Linked DNA regions of Mus musculus: all the other regions are linked to region 5. A link is a contact called in public HiChIP or PLAC-seq and promoter capture Hi-C data. All regions are on one chromosome and are shown on one strand. The core of a region is the stretch at or near the end of the contact, and the rest is flanking DNA. Distances in the headings are between cores, read along the strand shown. Region 1 holds the start of Mnd1 (meiotic nuclear divisions 1). Region 2 overlaps Tmem154 (transmembrane protein 154). Region 3 overlaps Gm46836 (a long non-coding RNA gene). Region 4 holds the start of Tigd4 (tigger transposable element derived 4). Region 5 holds the start of Glt28d2 (glycosyltransferase 28 domain containing 2). Region 6 holds the start of Cd1d1 (CD1d1 antigen).

What was found. Promoter capture Hi-C pulls out the DNA fragments that hold promoters and counts their contacts. HiChIP or PLAC-seq counts read pairs in DNA pulled down with a chosen protein or histone mark.
Region 1: a contact with region 5 is called in a FOXA1 HiChIP or PLAC-seq map of pancreatic cancer cells. The contact joins the promoter of Mnd1 here to the promoter of Glt28d2 in region 5. A contact is called at or near these places in 1 of 39 promoter capture datasets (embryonic stem cells) and 1 of 115 datasets of contacts at active chromatin or transcription factors (pancreatic cancer cells).
Region 2: an H3K27ac HiChIP or PLAC-seq map of extraembryonic endoderm stem cells shows a contact between it and region 5, with 7 times the contacts expected there. The contact joins the enhancer-like site here to the promoter of Glt28d2 in region 5. A contact is called at or near these places in 4 of 39 promoter capture datasets (frontonasal cranial neural crest, hippocampal neurons, liver and 1 more), 1 of 484 Hi-C or Micro-C datasets (uterus) and 2 of 115 datasets of contacts at active chromatin or transcription factors (astrocytes and extraembryonic endoderm stem cells).
Region 3: a contact with region 5 is called in a FOXA1 HiChIP or PLAC-seq map of pancreatic cancer cells. The contact joins the enhancer-like site here to the promoter of Glt28d2 in region 5. A contact is called at or near these places in 5 of 39 promoter capture datasets (the 3T3-L1 cell line, embryonic stem cells, hippocampal neurons and 2 more) and 1 of 115 datasets of contacts at active chromatin or transcription factors (pancreatic cancer cells).
Region 4: a promoter capture Hi-C map of cranial neural crest shows a contact between it and region 5. The contact joins the promoter of Tigd4 here to the promoter of Glt28d2 in region 5. A contact is called at or near these places in 4 of 39 promoter capture datasets (cranial neural crest, hippocampal neurons, liver and 1 more) and 3 of 115 datasets of contacts at active chromatin or transcription factors (astrocytes, extraembryonic endoderm stem cells and pro-B cells).
Region 6: a contact with region 5 is called in a promoter capture Hi-C map of pre-B cells, with 4 times the contacts expected there. The contact joins the promoter of Cd1d1 here to the promoter of Glt28d2 in region 5. A contact is called at or near these places in 1 of 39 promoter capture datasets (pre-B cells) and 1 of 115 datasets of contacts at active chromatin or transcription factors (large pre-B cells).

What each region holds. Positions count from the first base shown.
Region 1 is chr3:84,153,591-84,157,361 of GRCm38.p6, reverse strand. It overlaps Mnd1 (meiotic nuclear divisions 1), which reads left to right and starts at 1,576. Exons shown (of 8, transcript NM_029797.3): 1 at 1,576-1,700. The coding sequence starts at 1,698.
Region 2 is chr3:84,694,172-84,698,357 of GRCm38.p6, reverse strand. The region is part of intron 6 of Tmem154 (transmembrane protein 154); the gene reads right to left. Among named protein-coding and RNA genes, the nearest start is that of Tmem154, 30 kb to the right of the region's middle. Within about 2 kb of position 2,222, at least 106 of the 459 cell types and tissues checked have an H3K27ac peak or open chromatin away from gene starts, as enhancers often do. A contact at or near this core is called in extraembryonic endoderm stem cells and uterus, where this site is marked.
Region 3 is chr3:84,609,051-84,612,907 of GRCm38.p6, reverse strand. The region is part of intron 1 of Gm46836 (a long non-coding RNA gene); the gene reads right to left. Among named protein-coding and RNA genes, the nearest start is that of Gm46836, 6.9 kb to the right of the region's middle. Within about 2 kb of position 2,532, at least 23 of the 459 cell types and tissues checked have an H3K27ac peak or open chromatin away from gene starts, as enhancers often do. A contact at or near this core is called in pancreatic cancer cells, where this site is marked.
Region 4 is chr3:84,592,136-84,596,149 of GRCm38.p6, reverse strand. Tigd4 (tigger transposable element derived 4) reads right to left here and starts at 2,576. Exons shown (of 1, transcript NM_207278.2): 1 at 1-2,576. The coding sequence starts at 2,372. The coding sequence ends at 831.
Region 5 is chr3:85,885,282-85,889,250 of GRCm38.p6, reverse strand. Glt28d2 (glycosyltransferase 28 domain containing 2) reads left to right here and starts at 1,733. Exons shown (of 2, transcript NM_177130.3): 1 at 1,733-2,124.
Region 6 is chr3:86,997,087-87,000,882 of GRCm38.p6, reverse strand. It overlaps Cd1d1 (CD1d1 antigen), which reads left to right and starts at 1,554. Exons shown (of 6, transcript NM_007639.4): 1 at 1,554-1,691; 2 at 1,978-2,250; 3 at 2,533-2,811; 4 at 3,267-3,545. The coding sequence starts at 1,631.

The DNA of each region.
Region 1 (3,771 bases), core at 327-2,826, 1.7 Mb after region 5:
AGCATGGATTTAAAAGGTATTTGCGAGATGATTATAAAGCAAACTGCTTGCCTTCTAGAGACAAGGTTCCCCGGCTAACCCACCCTGCTGAGCACACAGCACTCAGATTGTTTCTTTCCATAAGCCCACACGCCTCTAGGGACTGACACAGCTCATTTTACTTCTCAGCTGGTCTGTTCACCGTACAACAGAAGCTCTAATTGGTTGACTTTTTGCTCAAGTATTTGACTGACTCTGTGCTTTGACCTCAGTCTTTAAAACACATAAATTATGTGCATAGATGAGCAACCAACCACACTTCACCATCACCTGGGAACTTTCAGTAAAGATTTCAGGTCTAATATAGGTTGACCAAAAAGAAAATGACTAAAATTGCTTGCATTTGTATAGTTGTTACTTGATTGGATAAACTTATTTTTATTGTAATAATAATAATAACATAGGAAGAGGAGGAGGGGGAAGGGAGAGAGAGAGAGAGAGAGAGAGAGAGAGAGAGAGAGAGAGAGAGAGAGAGAGAGAGACTTGCTGTCAGGAAGCCCTGTCCTGAAAACCTAGGATTGAAAAAAAAACTTAAAAAAGTAACTGTGATAAAGAGCAAATTAAGAACTCTAGAAAAGCGTTAATAAAGTGGATGTGATGAAAACTCTGTGTCACATAATTGACAGGAACATCTCTGCTATATGCCTGTTGTCAGGGTATGAGCATGGCAAGCAGGTTTGGATACATACTCACCCCCATCCCCGACTATTGCTCTCCTTTGTAAATGCTTTGGATGATTTTTGCTAATCACGTTTATCCTATCTTATAAAATAAAGGTTTTAGTGAAACTTTGAGAGACAGATTCACTAGTAGTTGCAAGAAATAATTTAGAAAGCTCCCACATACTCTTTATTAAGGTCTGACAGTCAGCAGCACTAGAATATTTACGTTTCATTTGTAATGCAGAACACCTGCACTACTCTGTACACTCTCACCGCTCTGTATCAGAGGACTTTTTAAGGCTAGAGGTTGGTGCTCGCCTTTAATCCCAGCATTTAGGGAGCAGCAGCAAGCAAATCACTGAGTTCGAGGCCAGCTTGGTTTACAGAGAGAGCTCCAGGGCAGCCAAGGCTACACGGAGAAACCTTGTCCCAAAAAAGCCAAATAATAAAATTAAATAAGACAAAAATAAAATAAAATAGAAAAAGAATTTCTTTTCTAAATGTACTCGTTTCTTGCAGCCAAAGCCCCATATTTTTTTTTTTAAGCTAAAAGAACACACTTAAAAGCGAAGACTCAAAAGTTGCCTTTTAAAAAGAAAACTAAAAGCTACATTGAACACTTAAGTAGTAAGCAACTCTGCAACCCCAGAGGCACGGGAAGGGAACAGAAGCCTTCCCTGCTCCAGCTCCCACGCCAGGCCCCAACTTTTCCTTTCTGCCTACAGGCTGCCCAACCCAGACTGGTCCATCTGGTCTCAGTCCGGCCCTGCCCATCTCAGGCTCCTCCCCTACTGGACCTGCCCATTATTTCAGGCCGCGCCCCTCACCGCCCTGCCCATCTTCTCAAGCCCCGCCCAGGCTCGGCTCCTCCCTCGGGTCCCGCAGTCCTACCAGGGCCGCCAGGGGTCGTTGCATCTCCCCTGCACTTCCTCCGGTCCTTCCCACCCCACGCGGTTGTTGGCGCCAGACTCAAACAGGGAGGCCGCCTCGCGCAGCATGGTAAGAGCGAGGCTCCGACGCGCGCACCTCTGGGCTTCGGGGCCGCGGCAGCAGGGGTTGTGCCTGGCCAGGCCTTGTGAGGTTGGCCCCGCGCCCACTGCTGCGCCCGAGCCCTGATGGCGGCCTGCGCCGCCCTGGTTCCGAACCGGAGCGTTCTAGAACCGAATCCAGAAGCCCCGCAAGTTGGACCGATCCGCGGCTCCCGACCGAGAACCCCAGGGCGCACGCGCTGCGGAGTTGGCCACTGAAGTGTTCAGTGCCCTTCGGTTCTCCTGGAATTAGAACCCGGGGCCTTTTACTTGCTTGGCACGGCGCTCCCCTTTTTCAGCTGCACCCCACCACTGTACTTAGTATGCTAACAGGAGCCGCCCAGATCACTCCGCCTTTAGATCATGGCAGTGACACCCCCACCCCACCCCGCACCCCCGCCTTTAAGGGCAGGGTAGGACGCCCCACCCCCCACCCCAGCCTCCCCCACCCCCCACCCCACCCTGCTCTCTGCGGGCCAATCCTGGTTTACTACCAATCGCCGTTGTCTATTCGGACTTAATGACTCTCTGCCCTTTGGATCGTTTTTTTTTTTCAACTACCTTCAAAGTTTTGTGTCATTCTTTCCACTTTTGGCGACAGAGTATCAACGAGTCGCTAGAGTGACCCCAGATTTTAATATCTTAATTTAGTTAATTTTGGTCGTCACACAGGGTGGACAAGGATCAGGTCGTTGGGCATTTATTTGAAAAAAAAAAAATTGCCCAGCTGTAATTATAACTGATAACGGCTTCTTTGTGGTTAAACTAACAGACGGGCCACCTGGGCATGCAATGGCCCAAGGAGCCCAGGACCAGATTCAAAACAACAGTGTTACCAGTGTTTGGTGTTATCATGTTTCTCTTTGTAGAATTTAAGTACCCGACTAAAAGGAACTAGGAATTATTGATGTGCCGGCCTCACCCTCTTATTTAACCCTCTTTATAGGGCAGTTGCCTACTGCCAAAGGGATTTAATGGCTCTTAACTCTTCACGCAGGTATTGCTATTAGTTTTATATATGAGCAGGAAAAAGTTCACTGTTAGTCTGGTCAAAGTTAAACTTTTGACCTCTTTCCGAATGTGAATTACTATTTCGATTTGGCTTGCTTTGGCAGGTAAACAATTACAAACGTAGGCCTGTAATCCCCAGATGGCTTTGCGTCTCCTTCATAATCTGAAGGCATCTGTGTTTTACCACAAGGAAATACCCCTCCCCAGTTTTGAGGACTTTCTTTTCTTTTTCTTTTCTTTTTCTTTTCTTTTTTTTTTTTTTTTTTTTTTTTTGGTTTTTTCGAGACAGGGTTTCTCTGTATAGCTCTGGCTGTCCTGGAACTCACTCTGTAGACCAGGCTGGCTTTGAACTCAGATCCGCCTGCCTCTGCCTCCCTAGTGCTGGGATTAAAGGCGTGTGCCACCACCGCCTGGCGTTCTTTTTCTTTCTTGCTGAAGTCTCTAATGTCAGTATGATGTCCATTTTACATTAGTTGTTTTAAATCTGACCTTGGATGTTTCCAACTGTGATTAGTAAGAACTCCTAAAAGGCACAGGGATAAATCATGCTGGAAGTCATGCTCCAATTCAGCTGCGTTTATATGATGTTTATATTGTGGTAGTAAGAGCGTTCCGAAACTGAGCTCCCCGGGACATTAGAGTCTCCTTGTTGCTTGCCTCTGGGGGATTGTAAAGAACTTTCCAGAAACTGTTTATAATACCAAAATATTAGGATTTGTCACCCCAGATGTGGGCTCTGTTTTCTCCTGATTTAGCCACATGATTAAGTCCTAATGTAGGGAGCTGAGCAAGCCTTGAATGAGTGAAGACCCCAGTGAACCTGTGTTGTTGACATGCATGGCCTCATCAGAGACACCCCCCCCCCCCCAGCTCCAGGCTTAGAGAGGTGGCTATGTTTCCCCCAGAAGAGGAGTGCGAGTTTTGACAGTCTGTGTGGAAAATGTTCACTAGCTTTGCTCCCTTGCGCACGTTTATGGCCTGAAGACCACTCACTCCCCTAGAGAGACTGCTCCTTGGTTACCAAGATTAGT
Region 2 (4,186 bases), core at 973-3,472, 1.2 Mb after region 5:
TTTGCCTCTCAAGTGTTAGGATAGTAGGTGTGTAGCCCACACACCAGGATTTTATCTTGTTTTGCTTCCTTTTCAAGCAGGGTCTCCCTGTAACTTAGAGTGATCCTCCTGCTTCAACCTCCCGAGTGCTGATGACAGGTTCTAGCTCTCACGCCCACCTCTCATTAACAGTTCTTACATGGTTGCAGTGGTGCAATGTCAAATCTCTAATGTGCTCCCTCTAAGCCTCCTTGCCCCTGCCTCAGGTCACAGATGCTCTCTCGGCTTAGGTCATCCAGGCTGCCTGTACAGAAACTTTTCCAAGAGGAACGATCATCCGATCATTGGGACTTGGAAGTGATGGGGGTGAATTTGAAATGATAACTTCACAGTCTTGTCTTTGACTTAGCCGCATGCACACTACCGTTTCCATTCCTTTAAATCTTTTACATTTACCAGGATTATCTCACTGGTCAAACATGTGCTTAGTATGCGAGAGTCTCAGAGTTCAATCCCTAGCATCAACTAATTAATTAATTAGAAGGTAGCTTTGTGCGTATGTGTGCGTGTGCGTGCATGCATTTATGTGCATGTGTGTTTATGCATGTGCATGTGTGTTGGTGTTTTGAATGTGTAAGCTGGAAGAGGGTGTCAAGCGTCCTGCTCTTTCCTCACTCTCGGTCTTGCTCTCCTGAGACAGTGTCTCTCCCTGAGCTTGGAGCTAGGCTGTGCGCTAGCAGAACACATAACACGTCTCTGGCTCTGGCTTGGGACAGTGCTAGGGTTAAAGTCAAGCGTAGGATCACACCCAGCTTTTCTGTGCTATGTGCTAGGATCTGAACTCAGGTTCCCATGCTCAAAGGCAAGCACTTTGACAGGCTGTACCTTCTCCTCAGGTCCAGTAAATAAACACTTGGACCTTTCAAATGATTGTGCCTTGCATCTTGTTGTTGTGGGTGCTAGCACTGGGCAGTTGCTAATTTATAGGGGCTTTTATGATAGTTACAAGGTTGGGATCCACAAACAAGTAGATTCTTAACATCAGAAGCACATACGATCTGCCCGAAGCCTGAATCGGGGCCGTTATGTCTTTGTTTTATGACAAGGGGCAAGGTAACCTTTCCTAGCTTTAATATCCTCATCTGATGTCATCTGCAAAGCACACCTAACAATTCTAAGCTGATAGGGTTGTTGTAAAAGAATGAATGAGGGGCTGGGGTGAGAGAGGCTCTGGCCTCAGTCCCCAGCACCACACACTCAAATGAAAACACAGAGAAAAAGACAGGTAAAACCCCATGCTACAGGCCTGGCACCCGCATGCATGCATGCATGCCTCTTGGTGATTTGTACTAGGCAGCCTGAGCTCTGACAAATGTTTGTGAGTTACCTACAGCATTGTCTCAGAGATGTAAAGGCTTTAAGAAATCGTCTTCAGAAGCACAGCTCACATTTCTAGGGAGACGCCTTTTGTTTAGCTGCATTGTTTACTTCAGTTCCCTAAAAGCGTGATCTCTGGAATGCCATAGCCACGTGACTTGGTCCCAGCATGTCACAAACTGCTTCTGCTTTGATGGGCTATCGAGCAGTTCCCAGAGAGCAGCTGCCTCTCCGGAGTTTTGTGTGGAGTGGTATCTATCCATCCACAAGACCTGCGGTGAGTCAGCGGCCTCCTCCCCCGAGTCCCAGCACAGTAAGCCAGGGCGTTCTCCGTCACAGGCTCATTGCTTTATTTAGTTAGCTGTCTCTGGCTATTCATCATCTCTGGAAAATGATCAAATAAGCCATGCATTTTTAACTCTAGCAAATCCTGGAGTTCCCTGTTAAAATACCTTGGCGCACTGCCACGGAGCCACAACAAACACGCAGGCAGCTCCGCTTTCAACCTTCCCGCTTGCCTCGATGTGCGCACGTGCAGTCTTAGCAACTTATTTCTGACAGTGACATTAAAGAGTAATTTGTCTAGGAGTGTTATATAAACACGGGAAGAACATGGAACACCTTTCCACAAGCATATACAGGAACAGGAGGACAAACTGTAAAACTAAACAAAGCACGGCTGTATTTTCCTCAAGAAAGCACCCAACGGGCTCACTGCCAGCAGAATGGGGACAGATTCAGCTCAAATCCCTCAACCTCATGGCAGTGACTGTTTGTCCAGACTGGACAGTCACCCTGTCCTCCCGACCCCATCTATCTTGCAACAATCCTGAGTTATGGCCACAGCTAATGCAGCCATCTCTGAACATGGCGGTATGCCACCACTCAACCCTTCTGGGGTCACGACACTCTGACTCAGTTTCAGAGAGTGTGGAGTTGGATTTGGCACGACATCACATAACAATTAGATCAAGCTTTCTTTCTCATCTATACAAAGTCCCTTCTTCCCGACAGAGGCCTGGCCTGGGTGGAGTTAGAGAAATGAGGCTCGGAATCGGCCCAAGATACAGAGATCATGCCTGCTGTGGAGACACACTCTGGGACACACACACACACACACACACACACACAGTCTTTAACAGTGTCCTTCTGGCTGGAGAACACAAACTATTACGTTCTATCCCTTGTGGTACTGCAAATCTAGTTCACTCTTGTTTGGGGTGGTGGGGACTAGATAGGGAACACTGGGGGCAGTCACTGACACTTTAATGCCTCGACCTTTCTCTGCACGGTCACACAGTGTAAACTCTCCACCTCTGGATGGTGATGAGCAGCAGCAAACGGGAGCGTGGCTACGTCTGTGCCTCCCTGTCTGTGCTCATGTGGTCCACGGTGCAGACAGAAGCTCTGAGTGTCTGACTAGACATGAGTCAGGAGAAAGGAAGCAGCAGGCTAGCCTGGGCCAGGTGGACGATGTCTGGACTGTATGCTATCTAGTGCATTTGGGAGGTGCCGTGTGGGTGGGGTTTGACAAAGGACTTCATTGTCTAGAGACTTGGAACAGTTGATTATAAGCCCACCGAATGGATCTGTTCAGCTCTGGGCTACCTCTGCTTGTCCTGTGCTGAGTCCACTATAGCAGCTTTTGTGCACCACAAGTCACAGAACAGGGGATTGCAGAGAAAGGCCACTAAGGTGGAAAATAAGAATATGGAACTCTTCTCCCCTAAACTCTTTTCTTGTCCTTTCCTGTCATTGTTTCGTAAACATGACAACCTCACTGCAAAGGGCTTGTAGTAGTTTGTACAGACCTGGTCCTTACTAACATCCTATTTGGGGGCTGAGCATGTACATTTCAAGAAAAATGTCTACTCTGAGGTAAATTTTGTGCAATTAATATACCCTAAATATAGATTATATGTTACATGTTACATGTCACATGTCACACATTACATATCATACTATATTATATATGACATGTTATATATTATATCATAATTTGATATATTAATATATAGTGTATTATATTACAATCTTATATTAATTAATATAATTTAGTAATCACTTTATCAATTATTATATATAATTATATAATACCAATTAATTTATGATCAGTTATAAATATTAAATTGTGCTAATTTAAATAAATGTAAATAAAATTGTGTTATTATGTGATTAATAAATAATATATATTATCATATACATTAAAGTGTCAATCTGTGTCAATGCTGCTATTGTCCCAATACTCAAGAAGATTATGAGTTCAAGGCCAGCCTGGGCTACATAGTATGATCCAGAGTTAAAGAAAGAAGCAGAGGTGAGGGAAATAGGAGAGGGAGGGAGGGAGGGAGGGAATAGAGAGAAGGAAGGAGGGAGGCGGGAGGGAGGAGCCGAGGGGGAGAACAGGAGTCAGGCAGAAAAGGATAGGAAAGTGAGAACTGGAAAGTGAAAATCAGGGGCTGGGATGGATTCCAGGGGAAGCTCTGAAGGGAGGGATGGTGGAGCTGCCAGTCCCCAGAAGCCCAGAAGTACGGGATGCTGATGCTACAAATGGTTCCTCCTTATCAGGAGGGCAGGCGAGTGCAGCACTCATTCAACTCACTCCTTAGTCACATCCCTGCCTTCTGGAGCATTGTGTACACATATGGGGTGTGGGGGGCGTCTCAGGGGCTGATGCCACAGAGGAAGGTTGCTTGATGCTGACCTATCAGGTGATTGTAACAAACGTCCCACTCATGGGGAGGCCCTGATGATGGGCTGTGTATGTGAGAGGTAAAGAACACAGGAGCGTTCCCTGTGAATTCATTCTACTTTCGCTACCATACGTCTG
Region 3 (3,857 bases), core at 1,283-3,782, 1.3 Mb after region 5:
GGAGGATCTCGAGGTATCTGAGCAAACGACCTAAAATGGGTTACAATGCTGTTGAATTGCAGGGAAGAGACACTCTGCACTGGGCCAGTAGTTCTCGATCACCAGCAAGTGTCTAGGTGCTTGAACTAGTTACTCAGTGCTGTGACGAAAGATCAGACAAAAGTGGCCTATGGGTGAAAGGGTTTATTTGGGTTCATGACTTGAGCAATACTGTCTACCATGGTGGGATAGGCATAGCAGTGACCAGAGCAGAGGGAATGTGAGGTAACTGGTTGTGATGGCTAGCATAAGAATGGCCCCCAGAGGCTCACATACTTGAAGGCTTAAGCTCCAGTTGATGGAACTGCTTGGGAAGGATTAGGCGGTGTGCCTCAAGGGTTGGGCTTAGAGGTTTCAAAAGCCCAGACCATTCCCAATGTCTCTCTCTGCCTTGTGCTTGTGGTTCAGATGTAGGTTCATAGCTAGAACTCTTGCACAGTGTCTGACTGCCACCATGCTCCCTACCATGATGGTCAGGGACTTAACCTGTGAATTTTAAGTCGCAATAAACTCTTCTATAAGCTGCATTGGTCATGGTGTCTTAGCAATAGAAAGGTAGCTGAGACGCTGTCCTGATGCATCTGCCGTTGGGAAGCAGAGAGGGGGATGCTGGTGCTCAGCTTGCTTTCTTCTTTTTGTCCTTTTTATTTAGTTCTGGACTCAGTTTATGGGTGGAGCTATCTGCACTCAGGCGAGGCATTCCCTCTTTGCTTAGTTCTCCCTGGAAAGCTCCTCATAGATGTGCTCAGAGGTGTTTCTTCTAGATAATTCTAAGTCCAGGCAAGTTGACAATTACTATTCACCATCACAGTGCTGGTCAATGAAGAATCAAACACGAGCATCTTAGAGAAGAGCAAGCACAAGTGCATCTCCCAAATGTAAACAAGTTGAGTTAGTCCAGAGTCCACTTAGGCACTACATGGAAAGGCAGACAATAGACAAGGTGCCTATCTCTCTGCACAAACATCCTCAGGGCTTCTGAAGGCAATGGGGAGGAACAAACAGAAGCAAAACCCAGGACAGGTGACACAGCATGTCAAGATGAGACACAGAGCCTGTGAACAAGCTAGAAATCTGGGAATAAGACTCCACGGAGAATCCATTGTTTAGTTTGCTTAGTTTGACAATTTCATTTCTGTAAAGGGTAGACCGGGAAGAAAACTGAATCATGTTAAGCAAAGTGTGTGTGTGTGTGTGTGTGAACTTCCTAGGGAAGCTGAAACTCTGTGACTTAAGACAACAAACACCTAATTGTTACTAGATTCTGGAAACGACTGGACTGAAATCAAGGTGTCTGTCTGCATCTGTGCACACGCATGCACCCCACAAGGGTTTGCAGGGAGGGTCCTTCCTTGTCCTAATCAATCACAAGGATTCACAGGGAGGGACCTTCCTGGACTAAGGCCTCTGGGGAGTGGGGTTGGGGGTTGGGCTCCTGGCATTCTTGGCTTATGGTAGCATCATAAAAATCTTGCCTCTAGTCCTGGTTTGTGGATTTTTTTTTTTTTTGAGATCACTATATAGCATAGTCTGGCTTAAACTCATGATCCTCCTGTCTCAGCTTCCCAAGTGCTGGGATTATAGGCATATACGGCCATTCTTAGCCATTTCCTCTTTTATAAGGGGACTGGGCACTAATTTAAGACCTATTCTAAGTCTAGGATTATTTTCTCTTGACGTCCTTAACTGATTTCCAATGAATTACATCTACAGAGACCCTGTTTCCTCATAAGGTCATGTCTGGAGGTTCCAGGTAGAAATGAAATTTGGGAGAGTCATCTTATTAAACCTACTACAACATGTGACCTATTATATAAAATAGACAAAAGCAGGCATCTTAGTTACTGTTATATTGCTGTGAGGAGACACCCTGACCAAGGCAATGCCCATAAAAGAAACCATTGAACTGCGGGCTTGCTTACAGTTTCAGAAGGTTAGTCCATCAGTTTCAGTAGCATTATGACAGGGAGCATGGTTGCAAGCATGGTGCTGGAACAGTTGCTGAGAGCTACATCCTAGTAGACAAGCAGGGGTGGGGATGGGGAGAGGAAGGGAGAGGGAGAGGGAGAGGTAGAGGTAGAGGGAGAGGGAGAGGGAGAGGGAGAGGGAGAGGGAGAGGGAGAGGGAGAGGGAGAGGGAGAGGGAGAGGGAGAGGGAGGTTCAGGGAGAAGGAGAGGGAGGGAAAGGGAGAGGGAGAGGGAGGGAGAGGGAGAGGGAGAGGGAGGGGGAGGGAGGGAGAGGGAGGGAGAGGGAGGGAGGGAGAGAGTGGTCAAGAGAGGCTGATCCTGAGGTTTTTGAAACCTCAAAGCCTGCCCCACCCCCACCCCCCCAGTGACACACTTCCTCCAACAAGGCCACACCTTCTAATCCTTTTCAAAAGTTCCACTCCCTGGTGACTAAGCATTTGTACGGGAGCCACTCTCACCCAGCCACCACCGCAAGAGACTGGTTATTGATTTACATGGGGTGAGATAGCCAGCGACTGGCAACAGTCAGAAGCAATCTAGGCTGGGAGTGTTAGCTCCACGGTCCAGCAGGCACCTGGCACGGATAGCATGTCCTGATTCACACTCATAAAAGCAAACAAGACTTTTATATCCCGAAGGACACTGCTTCCCAGATGCTGGAACCGATCAAGAAGTCTTTCCGAATAAACCCCGTATGCTCTGTACTGACACCTCAGAGCCCTTGGCTTCCCCTCACCAGCTTCAAAGGATCTCTGAGCAGAGGCTCTGATGCACATTCTCCAGGTCCTGGGGAGGCTGGCATCAGAGCCACCATGGGTGCACACAGAATGTGATAAATAAGGGAAGTGCTATCTATCATGCTTCTCTGTATGTTAACCTATATAGTAAGGACTGAAACCCAGTCCCCCCAGCCCCCACTGCTCTCCGCAGCCTCTCCTTTCATTTCTGTTAACTAACCTGTAAGAAGCTGGATTTAATAACAGATGACACATGTCAATGTAAGAATAAGTTAAACATATCTTGTGATGTCCCATTGAACATATAGCCATGTGCTGATAAATGTCCATCAAACTATCAATTATATGCAATGCAATATTCTTTAAATAAAATTTTATATAGTAACTTCTATATGCAAAGAATGTATGTATTTATAAAAAATACTTCCTTGTATTTGTCGCCTAATTACCAATTGCCCTCTGTCTTAGTTAAGGTTTTACTGCTGTGAACAGACACCATGGCCAAGTCTTATAAAGTACGGCATTTCATCGGGGCTGGCTTAAAGGTTCAGAGGTTCAGTTCATTATCATCAAGGTGGGGACATGGCAACATCCAGGCAGGTGTGGTGCAGGCAGAGCTGAGAGTTCTATGTTTTCATCTTAAGGCTGCTAATGGAAGACTGACTTCTAGGCAGTTAGGGTGAGGGTCTTAAACTCATGCCCCCAGTGACAAACCTACTCCAACAAGGCCATATCTCCTAATAGTGCCACTCCCTGGGCCAAGCACATACAAACCATCACACCCTCCCTCTCTCCCTCTCTTCTTCCCTCCTTTCTCTCCTCTTTCCTTACTTCCATCTATCCATTATTCCTTCCTTCCGATCTACCTATCTATCTGATCATTCTATCTATCTATCTATCTATCTATCTATCTATCTATCTATCTATCTATCTATCTATCTTATCTATCCTATCTATCCTATCTATCTATCTATCTATCTATCTATCTATCTATCTATCTATCTATCTATCTATCTTTATGTATCTGTATCTATAAGAGCTCACTAAGTTGCCCAGGCTGCCTTCAAACTCATGAGCTTCCAACCTCAGCCTTTCAAGTGATTGGGATTACAGG
Region 4 (4,014 bases), core at 1,327-3,826, 1.3 Mb after region 5:
CCCTTCAAGTATTTTCCCACTAAACAAGCGCACACACACATGCACAGCAGAAGGACCCCTCTCTCCTGGTGATAGAAGGCAGAGCAATAGCTTTCCATTTGACTTAATTTGACAAGTAATTTGAAAGCAGCAAGAACCACATTGTTCATCATCTTGGTGCACAGCAGCTTAGAATATATTTTCATAAATTTTTTCAGTCTGGAAGATTAACTAATTAGAACATAATTTTATACTACTATGATGCTCAAAAGTTTAATTAGACTGTGCATATTGGCTTATACCGACAATCCCAGCATTTGAGAGGCCAAGGCAGGAGCACTGCCATGAATCTGGGGCAACTTGGATTACACAGTGAGACCCTTTCTTTAAAAACCAACCAAAAAAAGGAAAGAGAACAAACGAATTCATTAGCATAGAGGTGGCATGCATATGACTTTACAAAAATAAATACGCTTTTTTTAAGACTACAAAGATAAAATATTCTAGAACATGATCTGAACTTAAAAACAAAGATAATGAAAACCTGCAATTTCATGCGCGTGAGTCAGCCAGCTGGCGTTCTTTCACACACATGCTAAGTTTCTTTCAAGTATAAAGCCTCTGAAACACATTTTTTATTCTCCCCAAACCTGCTAAACGGAATTTTGCAGTTTTACTTAGTCATTCTTTACTAGGGAGCCCCCGCTATGCAGATCAAAGGCTCTGCAGTTAAGCCACCGATTATTATCAAGCTTTCTCTTTTCTTGTTTAAGCGATACTTTCTGTTTACATTCCTTGGGTAATAAGATACCCGAGGAAAAGTTACTGCTCTGCAGCCGAACAATACGTGACTACTTAGGTGACAAAGCGTTAATAAAGTTTTCAAGGTCTGCTAAAGAACCGTGAAGTTCATCATTCAGGTCGTGACTTCTAAGAAACCTTTTCAGAGTGCCTACAGCTGAGAGCGCGTCCTTCTTGGATGGTGACGGCAGATCCACTTCTAGCGCCCCGCTGTCCTCCTCCTCTTCATCGGAAGTATAAAGACCAGTTTCGTCTTGCTTACTTTCTCCGGCCCACTCGGCATCATCTTTCTGGGTGGCTTCACAAGTCTCCAGGTCCTCATCCAGGGCAGCGTATTCCTCTATGGACAAGCCTTCAAGAAACTCCACTCCTGCCCCCACTGCATGGGCAGTCAGGTCAAGAGCAACAGCAGCATCTGCATTGGCTGTGTCATTTTCTCCCTTTGGAGACCTGAATCCTGCTTCTTCATAGCTTTTAACAATAGTCTCTGGAGTTACAGCTCTCCAGCAGAGATGCAATGTATCAACTGCATCTAGAAGAGAAAATGTAAACTCTTTGCTACTTTCGACTGAACTTAAAAATTTCTTGATAAGACAATGCCGATATTTGATTTTAAGGCTTTTAATAACACCTTGATTCATAGCTGCAAACCCGGAAGACAAGCATGACGGGAAGAATGCCAACTCAATGGACTTTAGGTTTTTCACTTCCGGATGTGCGGGGCAAGAGTCAACAAAAATCACCACTCTTCGTTTCTGGGCTTGGAATTTCTCATCCAGCTTCTGCATCCACTGCTCGAATATGGCTGCGGTCATCCACGCCGTTCTGTTAGCTTCATAGTACACAGGCAATGATTTTATGCCCTTGAAACAACGCGGGGCTCGGTTTTTCCCGATGATCAGCAAAGGGAGCTTCTCAGAGCCATCCATATTTGTTCCGAGTGCCAGCGTTATCCTGTCTTTGCACAACTTTCCAACTGAGCATGTTTCCCCTTTGAATGCAAAAGTATTTGTAGGTAACATTCGATAAAGCAACCCAGTCTCTTTTACATTGAAAACATTTTTAGGATGATAATCATTTAAGTAATAAGGTAGCACATTTTGGTACCACACAGTGGAAGGGTCTATAGATATACCCGTGGCTTCTACGGGTTGTGCTCTGAATACTAAGCCATACCTGGACTTAAAACGATCCAGCCAACCATTGCTGCACTTAAAATCATTGTGTCCCAGCTTCTGGGCAAAATCATTAGCTTTTAGACGCAACATCGGGCCATTAACTGGAACGTTTAGACACTGAGCAATCCGATACCACCTCATCAATGCTTCTTCTAGATCCGTATAAAACGCTGTTCTCAGTCTTTTTCTCTTCGGATCAAATCTCAAAGACTCAAAGGCTTCTAGAACTTTGTCTTTGTTTTTCATAATGGAAGACAATGAATTTTTCTTTATGCCATATTCAGCTGCAATCTCTGCCTTTTTCTTGCCACTTTCCACTGCATTTATGATGTCAATCTTCTCCTCGATGGACAGGCTCTTCTTTTTCTTCACGGTTACGGGCTGAGTCCCGATATCCACAGAGGCTTCTGCCATCTCAGATGCGGCTTGTGCAGACCTTGGCTCTGAGCTCCTGGTGTAAGTTTCCGTAATCAAATTTGGTTTTCAGTAGGATACAGAGCAGGGCTTTCTACCTATCATTTCCTGTATTAAAGTTGGTAAGTACCAACAGTCTCATTCTCTAGGAAAACAACCACTAGATACATCTTTTCCAAAAGTCTGAAGAAAAATTCTATATGCGGTTAGAAGAGGCACCACCTTCTTAGGATCTTGTGTGGCTCAATTTATAGTTCTTCAGAGTTCCAGAAGTCAGGCTAAAATAGGAATGTCATTATGTCAAACCTGCCCAGTCCTGCTGGGGTATTTTTGGAGCTGCAATCCTTTAAGACGATTCATTTTATCCATGCATGTCTTGTACTAAATTCTCCACAGCAGGTTCAGAGATAAGAAACATTAAAAAATGTTCATGGAAAGATATCCCAGCTTAAGTTCTAGTTTCTTCAAGGGTACAGAATGAAAAAAAAAATGGCACACTCCTTCTACTTCTTGAAAATGCCAGGGGAAAAGGCAGAAGTTTAGCAATGTGGAAACTGGATACTGCCATGCTCAGAGCGACAATGAAAAGGAAGGGAAGAAGTTTCTGGAAATGTAGTAACCAAAGCTTCCAGACGGATGCTTGCTTCCCGAATGGCCTCGCCATTAAAAGCTCTGCTCTGTGGCTTGCATCCCCCGCTTGTGCTTTGCAATACATACTTCTAAAGTACATTGGACAAATTTAATCTGCTTTGAAAATTGTTTGTGCATGCCAAAACTAAAGAACTAAAAATGATCCTGGATAGATTCTTGGTGGCTATTTTCTACATGAGGTCACAGACTGTACCCTCTGGCTCTACAAGAAAAAAAATAACTACAGACTGCAGTCATGAGCTCAATTTTTAATAGCACATGGGAGACGGTCTTCTTCATAGGAGTCTGCTAGAAATACTTCATTGAAATACTCAATTCAGGTGATGACTATATTCCATTAAAACGTCTAAACCCTATGCTCCCTCAAAGCTAAATAAAATCCAATAATTTTTACATCAGTTTAGTATAGTCTATGAATATAAACAGGTCAGTGTTGAGAACATGCTTCATAATAAACACGTTGTTAAGGAATATAATGTAGAAAATTATCTAGACTAAAATAAGAGAGTAGAGTGATCATGTTTCTTACCCTTTCAGGCCCTCTATGTTGGTTTGTCTATGTGTGGAAAAGTGACTTGCCATAGTATGGATCTTGAGAAGTGACCACTGTTAGAACTTAAGTGGTCCTGGGTCTTAACCATTAAAGCCTCGGCCGCTTTACCTGTAAAAGGGGAGAAACCACAGGACTGACTTCATACTGCTGCTGTGTACTTAGTAAGGCTCAGTGAATTTCCTAAGAGGCACTCAGAATAGCTTCTCTCTCTCTCTCTCTCTCTCTCTCTCTCTCTCTCTCTCTCTCTCTCTCTCTCTCCCTCCCTCCCTCTCTTTCTCCCTCCCTCTCTCCCTCTCTCCCTCCTCCTCTCTGTCTCACACACACATCTTTGCACATAGACCAGCTGGGCCTCAGACTTGCCATCCTCTTGATTCAGCCTCTCAAGTGTTGGCTAGGTCTAACAACAGGAAACCACCATGCGCAGGATAACTTAATAGT
Region 5 (3,969 bases), core at 484-2,983:
ACATATTACTAATTGTATTATTTGACCTTTTATTACTGTAACAAAATACTTATGTCAACTTAAAAAGAGGGAAGGTTCATTTTGGTTTACAGTTCATTATCAATTGCCCATTTGCTTTGGCCCTGTGACAGTAAAGCACACCACTGTGGGTGCTCATGACATTTGAGAAAATGCTTATTTTATAATTGTTGAGACTGTTAATGTTTTTGTTCTTCAGCCCCCCAAGAGTGCTTGACAAACAAAAGTTACCCAATGGGTATTTGCTGAGTAAAGGAATGATTTGCCCATATTCCAAAGGCAGAGCAGACCTGTGACCTGCTGTTCGCAAAACCCTGCTCTCTTATTCCGTCCCCCCTACCCCCGATTTATATTCAGGAACCATTTTTTTTTTATCTTCAGGCGGCAAAAGCGAAAGTTGGTGATTCGGGCATGGTGGTGGTGGTGGTGGTGGTGGTGATGTACAGATAGTAGGAGAAAGCATGAAGTTTGTACCATCCAGTTGCTATGGGTGCAAGGAAAATTAGAAAACTAGATCTGCCCGATTTTGGTTATCTCCGGAGGTCATTCATGCAGAACAAAGGAAGACTCTTCCTCAGAAGCAGGATTTGGTGAGGCGCCAGTAGGATGCTGTGGTGGAAAACCTCCACATCCGTTTTCTCAGACTGTGGTGTAGCCCCATCCGCTGGGAGGAGGACTCAATTCAAGTTTCAGCCACACTAACCACAGGGCAATGCAAATAGCAAGAGAGCCGCTAACCAAGATTCAAATTCCTCCTATGGGATTTAAAGTACAGGAAGCAGAGCCTGGACAGACCGTCCAAGCACATAGGGCGTGGAGACTGAAGGGGAGAGCTGGCGTGGCATGCTGTTCTCAGTCCTTAGGCAAAGGTCGCCCCAGGTCGAGGGTTGGGCCCTGGAAGAGGATAATGTACCACACAGTGCCAAAGGGCCACCACCTCCCTGCTGTTCTCCATTCTCCTGAGCTCCGAGTTGCGAACTTTCATCCTTGCTAAGGACTATTCATTTAACAGCCCTTTCTTTTTGGCTGGAGGTAGGGTGGCAGTGGGGACAGTTGCCAGTGAATGAACGACACACACCTATGCAATACCCTCAAGCTCACAAATAAGGTCCGAACGACTAAAATTACCCCTAAGAAACTAAACTGCAAAACTGCAACTCTTTGCTTCCTTGCTGGAACCAAATGGCCTCCTGTTCATTCAGGCGAGTTTTCCAGTCCAGTAAAAGGAGATCACGTTCATCTTTTGCCTCAGATCTACTGGGACTGTCCTGTCATGTTAAAGTTCAAATATCTCAGGAAGACGAGACCAGGCGAAGGGAATCCGCGTGGGGCGATGCGTACGGCTCCGCACTCAAACCTTCTGGAAGTGGGAAATCTAAGACGTCCGCGCGTCGCGGTGTGCAGCTTCCTTTCCTCAGAAAACCCTAGAAACCAGCCGGGCGTGCCTGCCTGTCAGGCGTGACGCGGGAGGAGGGATGAAGTTCGCCAGAGAGGCGAGCCCCCAAGGGCGAGGCGTCCTCCACAACGCTCCAGTTCAAGTTTCGGTGGAAACTTTCTCGCAGAGGCCCCGCCCCCTTCACCTAGGAAACCGGTGCGCGCTGTAGTCGCGCAATTCGAGTCTCCCGAGCACCTGGCGGAGGCGGGTCTGGGCGACAGGGCGGGGCTTACTGGGGGCGGGGTCGGAGGCGGTGGAGGCCCTGGGGGCGGGGCCCCTGAGTCGCTCGGCAGGTTGGGCCCCGCCCCTGCCACCTCCCTGCCTCGGAGGGTGCGGGCTGTGGGGCGGGGACCAGCCCGAGACCTGCGAAGCTCCGTCACCCGCTGACGTGCTGGAGAAAAGTTGTGCCCCGACCTTCTCTAGCTGGGTGATTTGTCCCCGGGTCCTCAGACTGAGTTGAAGCCAGGGCTGGAGGTCACCGCGCCCAGACGCCCGAGGGCAGCTGCCCGGGCGCCTGGAGTTGGGTGTTAGGCCCAGAGGAGCCGGCTCAGTCCTCTGTTGTGCCCTGTGCGCTGGAGGCTCGGTTGTTCTCCCGCACCCGGGACCGTCGCACAAACTTTCTGACTGTCTAGGGGACACTGCGTAGCAGGAGGATCCGCGGCCGCACGCAGGTAAGAAATCTGTGCTTGAAGGCTTGCTTTTATTTTATTTTAGGGTGTTGGAGGAGGAAGAGACTGTCCCGAGAACCTCCTTCCTGCATCCTGCTGGGTGGCAGGAGCAGGTTTTGGAGAGAGGACTGGTAGGACGGCTGGGGAAGTCCAGTGACTACCCGGGACGCTGGGGGCTCCTGCAGGCGACGTTACTCAGGACTGACCCTGGAAGAAGAAGGCCAGCTTGTTTTGACGGAGGAAGATGTCATCAGGCTCTCCACCTCTTTTCTCAGTCCCTTGGGTCGCAGCGCCTGGGTCCCCCAGGAATAATTGGCAGAGACGATGAGATCTAGGTCTGTCTTCCTCTCCAAACCTTTCCTGGCATACACCAGAGTCAGAGGCGGTGCCACTGGGCTTGCAGCACTTTCCTGCTGTGAGGAATTTATTGTTGGGTTACTGTTGCTCAATTTCATAAATTCTCTGATGAAACTGAGTTTGAGTTATGGTTATCAGTGTGTGTATATGTATGTATGTGCGCGTGTGTGTGTGCTTGTTTTCCCTGGTTTCAACAAAGCTCCCTTGTTAACCCCACTCCTGCGAGGTTAGCTAGCTATTGTTTTATTTCAAGCTCGGGTGGGTGAGGTGTTGGGGGTGACAGCTACTGTGTTTGCTTGGAGTTTTGGGACTCCTGTGAGTGGGTGCTGAGAATTAGCCCAGGTTGGCTTTAGCCTCCTGTACTTGACAGATCAGCTGTCAACTATTCTACAGGTATTGCAGCCCTAGCCATCCAGGCGCAGGGGGTACCACATCCCCTCCTTTAAGAGAAAAGAGCTCCAAATGAAGACAGGCTGTTCTCAGGAGGAGGAAGGGGGTGGGGTGGGCGGGGGAGATGGCAGACCAATTGTTGCTTTCTTTAGATGGGGCCTACTACTCTGTGGGCTGCTCTGGGAGGGCCCTGCTATCAAGTTCATCTCATTAGGAAGTCAGCTGCTTTCAGCTAATAGCCATAGCAGCTCTGATGAAATTATATAGGTCATTGAAAAATAATTCCTGCTTAATCACCTTTATCCTGTTGATTAGCAAGGGGAAGATTTCCTGTCCTTAATGTACCTGCCTGACCTCTCTTGTGCACCTGGTGTGAAGATGCACCTGGTGTGAAGCTGCCTGGACCTAATGGACCCCAGCCAATGTCCTCATTTGGATAATGTCAGTGGTCTTGGGAAAGAAACTGGGTGAGAGATTCAGTCCAATATGGTAGACAGGTTGGCTTTATTTCTCAGATAAAGACTGATTTCTTTGAATACCAGCAAATTCTTTCTCATGACACTGATAAGAATTTTATCCATCTTTGCTTTGATACAAGTTAAGTTTGAGGTCTCGTATGCCGTTTGTCTTATAGTCTTAGGAATAAGATTAAATTACATGGGAGGAAAGGCAAGAGAGGCTGGCATTGCTGAGGTGGATCTAGAATGGTTGAGAGTGGTGTAGTCATTTAGGCTCACCTGCCCAGCTAGCTTTTTCTTGTTTCTAACTGCTGGATAGTTCTGTACCTCCTAGGTTTGGTTCAGAGCTCTTTCTGTGAAGTTCTTCCCCTAGCAGGACTCTAAGAGTCAATAGCTATAAACCAAGAAACAAATGCACAAATGTATGCAGCAAGGTGGGGGTGAACAGAGAAGCTGGGGAGTAAAATTGTTAGCTTATGTTACTTTTTTTTTTTTCTACAAGGTTTTAAGGTCAGTGCCTCATGCTTGCTAGGGAAGCACTCTATTCCCCGGTGACATCTTCTGTTGCTTTTAGAGGAGAATTTGATGAAGAATATCCCTCCTGTGTGGAAATATTACAAACTGACCATCTCTGATCTCTTCG
Region 6 (3,796 bases), core at 305-2,804, 1.1 Mb before region 5:
GGGAGGAGTCAGGTTAGGCAATGTGATTCTCGCGTTCTGACAAGCCTCCAGCTGGGACAGCGAAGGGGTCAAACTAACATTTCTGTAATGACAAGGCCTATGTGTTAGGAAGAAAGGCCAACAAAGATAGCTGCCGCCCAGTGTGTGGAGATGGGCTGGCTAGCTTTCCAGTCTTTATTCACACTGTCTGGGAAGCTTGAGGAGGCTCTCTGAGAAAATTACATTGGAGTTTGAAGTCTGAGTGGACACTAGGCAGGCGCTTGGAGGTCAGAGGTCCCCAAGGGGTCTATTTGTGCAGAGATCTGAGGAAGAAGCTGTATCTAAGGGACGAAAGCATGTGAGACTTAGAGTAGGGTCCCAAACGATGCTCCAAGGCAAGCCAGAGCATGGGCAGAATGATCCTAGAGGCTATACCGATCAATGATGGGGTTTTTTCCTACCTCGTGGAAGGTATTTCATATAGTTGAAGCAGAAGGTTGCGGTTATGTTAAGGGTAGAGACATAGAGAAGAGGCCTACTTAGGAGACAAGGCAAAAAGACAGAGCAAAGCATACAACGGGGTGACTAAAAAGGAACGAGGAAGATGGTATCAGGATGCTTGCTGCAGGAGTACGATTTACCAAGGATGACTTCTCCTTTCTCACAGTAACTGAAATTTTGAGCAACTGTTTTTGTCACTACTTGTTTTAAGCGTGAGAAGTTGGGAATGGCCCTACAAACTCACAGGCGCGCCCTGTAATCTTACCTCTGTTCTCAAAAACAAGAGGTTCGGTATTTGCGAGTGAGTGGGAAAGACATCTGTCTGCAGGTGTATGGCCCGTGTTTTCGCTGTGCTGAAGCGCTTCGAGGGGGCACATCTCGTCACTTTTGGCTTTTCCTCACATCAGACTGACACAAGTCTTCGATTTTCGCAAATCATGACAGTACAATATACAGAACAAAATAAAAACTAAAAATAAAATATGCCTGTACTCTCCCAAAATGGAGTCGGGGACAGCCAGAGGGCAGGTAAGGCAAGGGAGAAAAGAAACCAGGGTAAGGGGAAAAAGAATCTGACATGGGAAACTGTGGGCATACGAAAGCTATGAAGGAACTTAACCCGCCTAGTCCTATCCTCTCAATGAACCACTAGAAGAATCACATCTATTATTATCATTATCATTATTTTAATGTGATATTTATAGATATCTGGGAGGATCCAAACTTGTAAATGGAGCACCTGCAGACAGCCCCTGCTAGCTAGACCAAAACGTCCCTTCTATTTTTCCCCTTGCATTTTTAATACCATCGGAGTTGTAACCGAAATACAATTTTGTCTTGCTTTCGATATTGAGACGATAGTCTCAACCTCATTCTTTAGTATAACGGAAAGACATTTTTGTTGTTGTTGTTTTGTTTTGTTTTGTTTTGTTTAAAAGTGGTTTGCGTAGCGGTTCTGAGTAAAGCTGCACTCCAACCCTCAACTACCAGGGGGTTTGGCTTTGTCAAAGAGTAATTTACCAATCGTGCCTGCGCGTCCTTCCGGGTTTTGCTGGCTCTGCACCAAAAACCCCAGAGCCTTTGTGTACCAGTCCGGGAGCAGAGTAAAGCGCAGAAGTCGGAGCCGAGGGCTGTGTAGAACTCTGGCGCTATGCGGTACCTACCATGGCTGTTGCTGTGGGCATTCCTACAGGTCTGGGGACAATCTGAAGGTGAGTGAGTAAAAGCGCACACAATCTAGAGAAGGGAGGAAGGGAGGGAGAAAGAGGCTGGCTACAAGCTCTGTGCAGTAGTGGGCGGGTGGAGGTGGGCTTCCCGGCTTGCAACAACAGTGGGAGGAGCAATGTATGGCTGCGGCTCAGGGCTTAGCTCAGTTCAGAACTACACTGAGCCTGCCTTTCCTTCCGCAAGCGCAGCTAAAGCTGAGCTTTTTCCTACTGCAGTCTGTCCTCAGACTGAGCCCACTCGCTAAGTTCTTTCCTTTTCCTTTGTTTCCAGCCCAGCAAAAGAATTACACCTTCCGCTGCCTGCAGATGTCTTCCTTTGCAAACAGAAGCTGGTCCCGCACAGACAGCGTGGTCTGGCTGGGGGATCTGCAGACTCACCGTTGGAGTAATGACTCAGCCACCATCAGCTTCACGAAGCCATGGTCCCAGGGCAAGTTGAGTAACCAGCAGTGGGAGAAGTTGCAGCATATGTTTCAAGTCTATCGAGTCAGCTTTACCAGGGACATACAGGAATTAGTCAAAATGATGTCACCTAAAGAAGACTGTGAGTGGAGGGGTTGGAACCCTGAACCCAGTGGGCAGGAGTGATCCAGACCCCAGCTGGATAACTGTGGGCATCGGGCATAGCTTCTCTTCTCTGTCCACCCTTATGGTTTTACTTCTGTCTAAAAGTAACCCTTGTCCCTTCTAAAAATAGCCCATTTCTGCTCTAGGGCACCATGATCATTTTCCTCAACTGGCACTTAACGATAATCTTCATACCAATTCCTTTCTTCCAAATCCCTTAATCATGAACTCTTTGGTCTCTGCCTACTCCTCCTTACAGATCCCATTGAGATCCAGCTGTCTGCGGGCTGTGAAATGTACCCTGGGAATGCTTCGGAAAGCTTTTTACACGTAGCATTTCAAGGAAAATATGTCGTGAGATTCTGGGGAACGTCCTGGCAGACAGTCCCAGGGGCCCCATCTTGGTTAGACTTGCCCATCAAAGTGCTCAACGCTGATCAAGGGACAAGTGCAACCGTGCAGATGCTCCTGAATGACACCTGCCCCCTATTTGTCCGTGGTCTCCTAGAGGCAGGGAAGTCAGACCTAGAGAAGCAAGGTCAGCTGGCTATTTTCACCCTGGCTCTCCACTTGGATCCATCTAGGTTTTTACATCACTGTCAGCTGTAGAGGAAGGGCAAGGACTAGGAAGAGATGAGTAAGGCCTGTGGGGTTTATTTTCTCACTGACAGCCACTCTTGGGTTCTATAAATTGAGTTAAATAAAACTGGGGATGAAAACTGAGCCATGCCATATTTGAGGCAGGCTGTACCAGCTGAAATTCAGATTGTTCCAGAGTACAGAGGAGGGCTACAGGAGACTCAGATCAGGGAGGGGGGTAGAAGTATCAGGGATGGTCTTCCTAGCCAGAGGGAGACAAATGGATTAAACTAATAGGCAACTTCATCTCCAGAGGTGGACCTGTGGGAAGCATGAACTTGATTGGAGACCTGGAGCCCCTAATATAAAATGTCTTGCTTTAAATTTTTTTTCTTATTCTCTTGATGAGTACAGAGAAGCCAGTGGCCTGGTTGTCCAGTGTCCCCAGCTCTGCACATGGCCATAGGCAGCTGGTGTGTCATGTCTCTGGCTTCTACCCAAAACCTGTGTGGGTGATGTGGATGCGGGGTGACCAGGAGCAACAGGGTACTCACAGAGGTGATTTCCTGCCAAATGCTGATGAGACATGGTATCTTCAAGCAACCCTGGATGTGGAGGCTGGAGAGGAAGCTGGCCTGGCCTGCAGGGTGAAGCACAGCAGCCTAGGAGGACAGGATATCATCCTCTACTGGGGTAAGAAAGAACTGGAGCCTGGGTTGCCAGTGAGCAGAGGCAGCCATCAAACATGGAGCGGGAGTTGAACAGATCTAGATTCAGAAATGAAGCCCCTAACTATTATAGAAGAGCTAGAAGGAGGGAATTCTAGATAAAAAAGAAACCCCAAAAGACTTGAGATAAGATGTTCTCTGTATAAGAAGAAAGAAGACCCAGAAACTGACAAGATCCAGAGGTCAGTGGCAAATAAAGAAGTTTGGGAAGAGCCA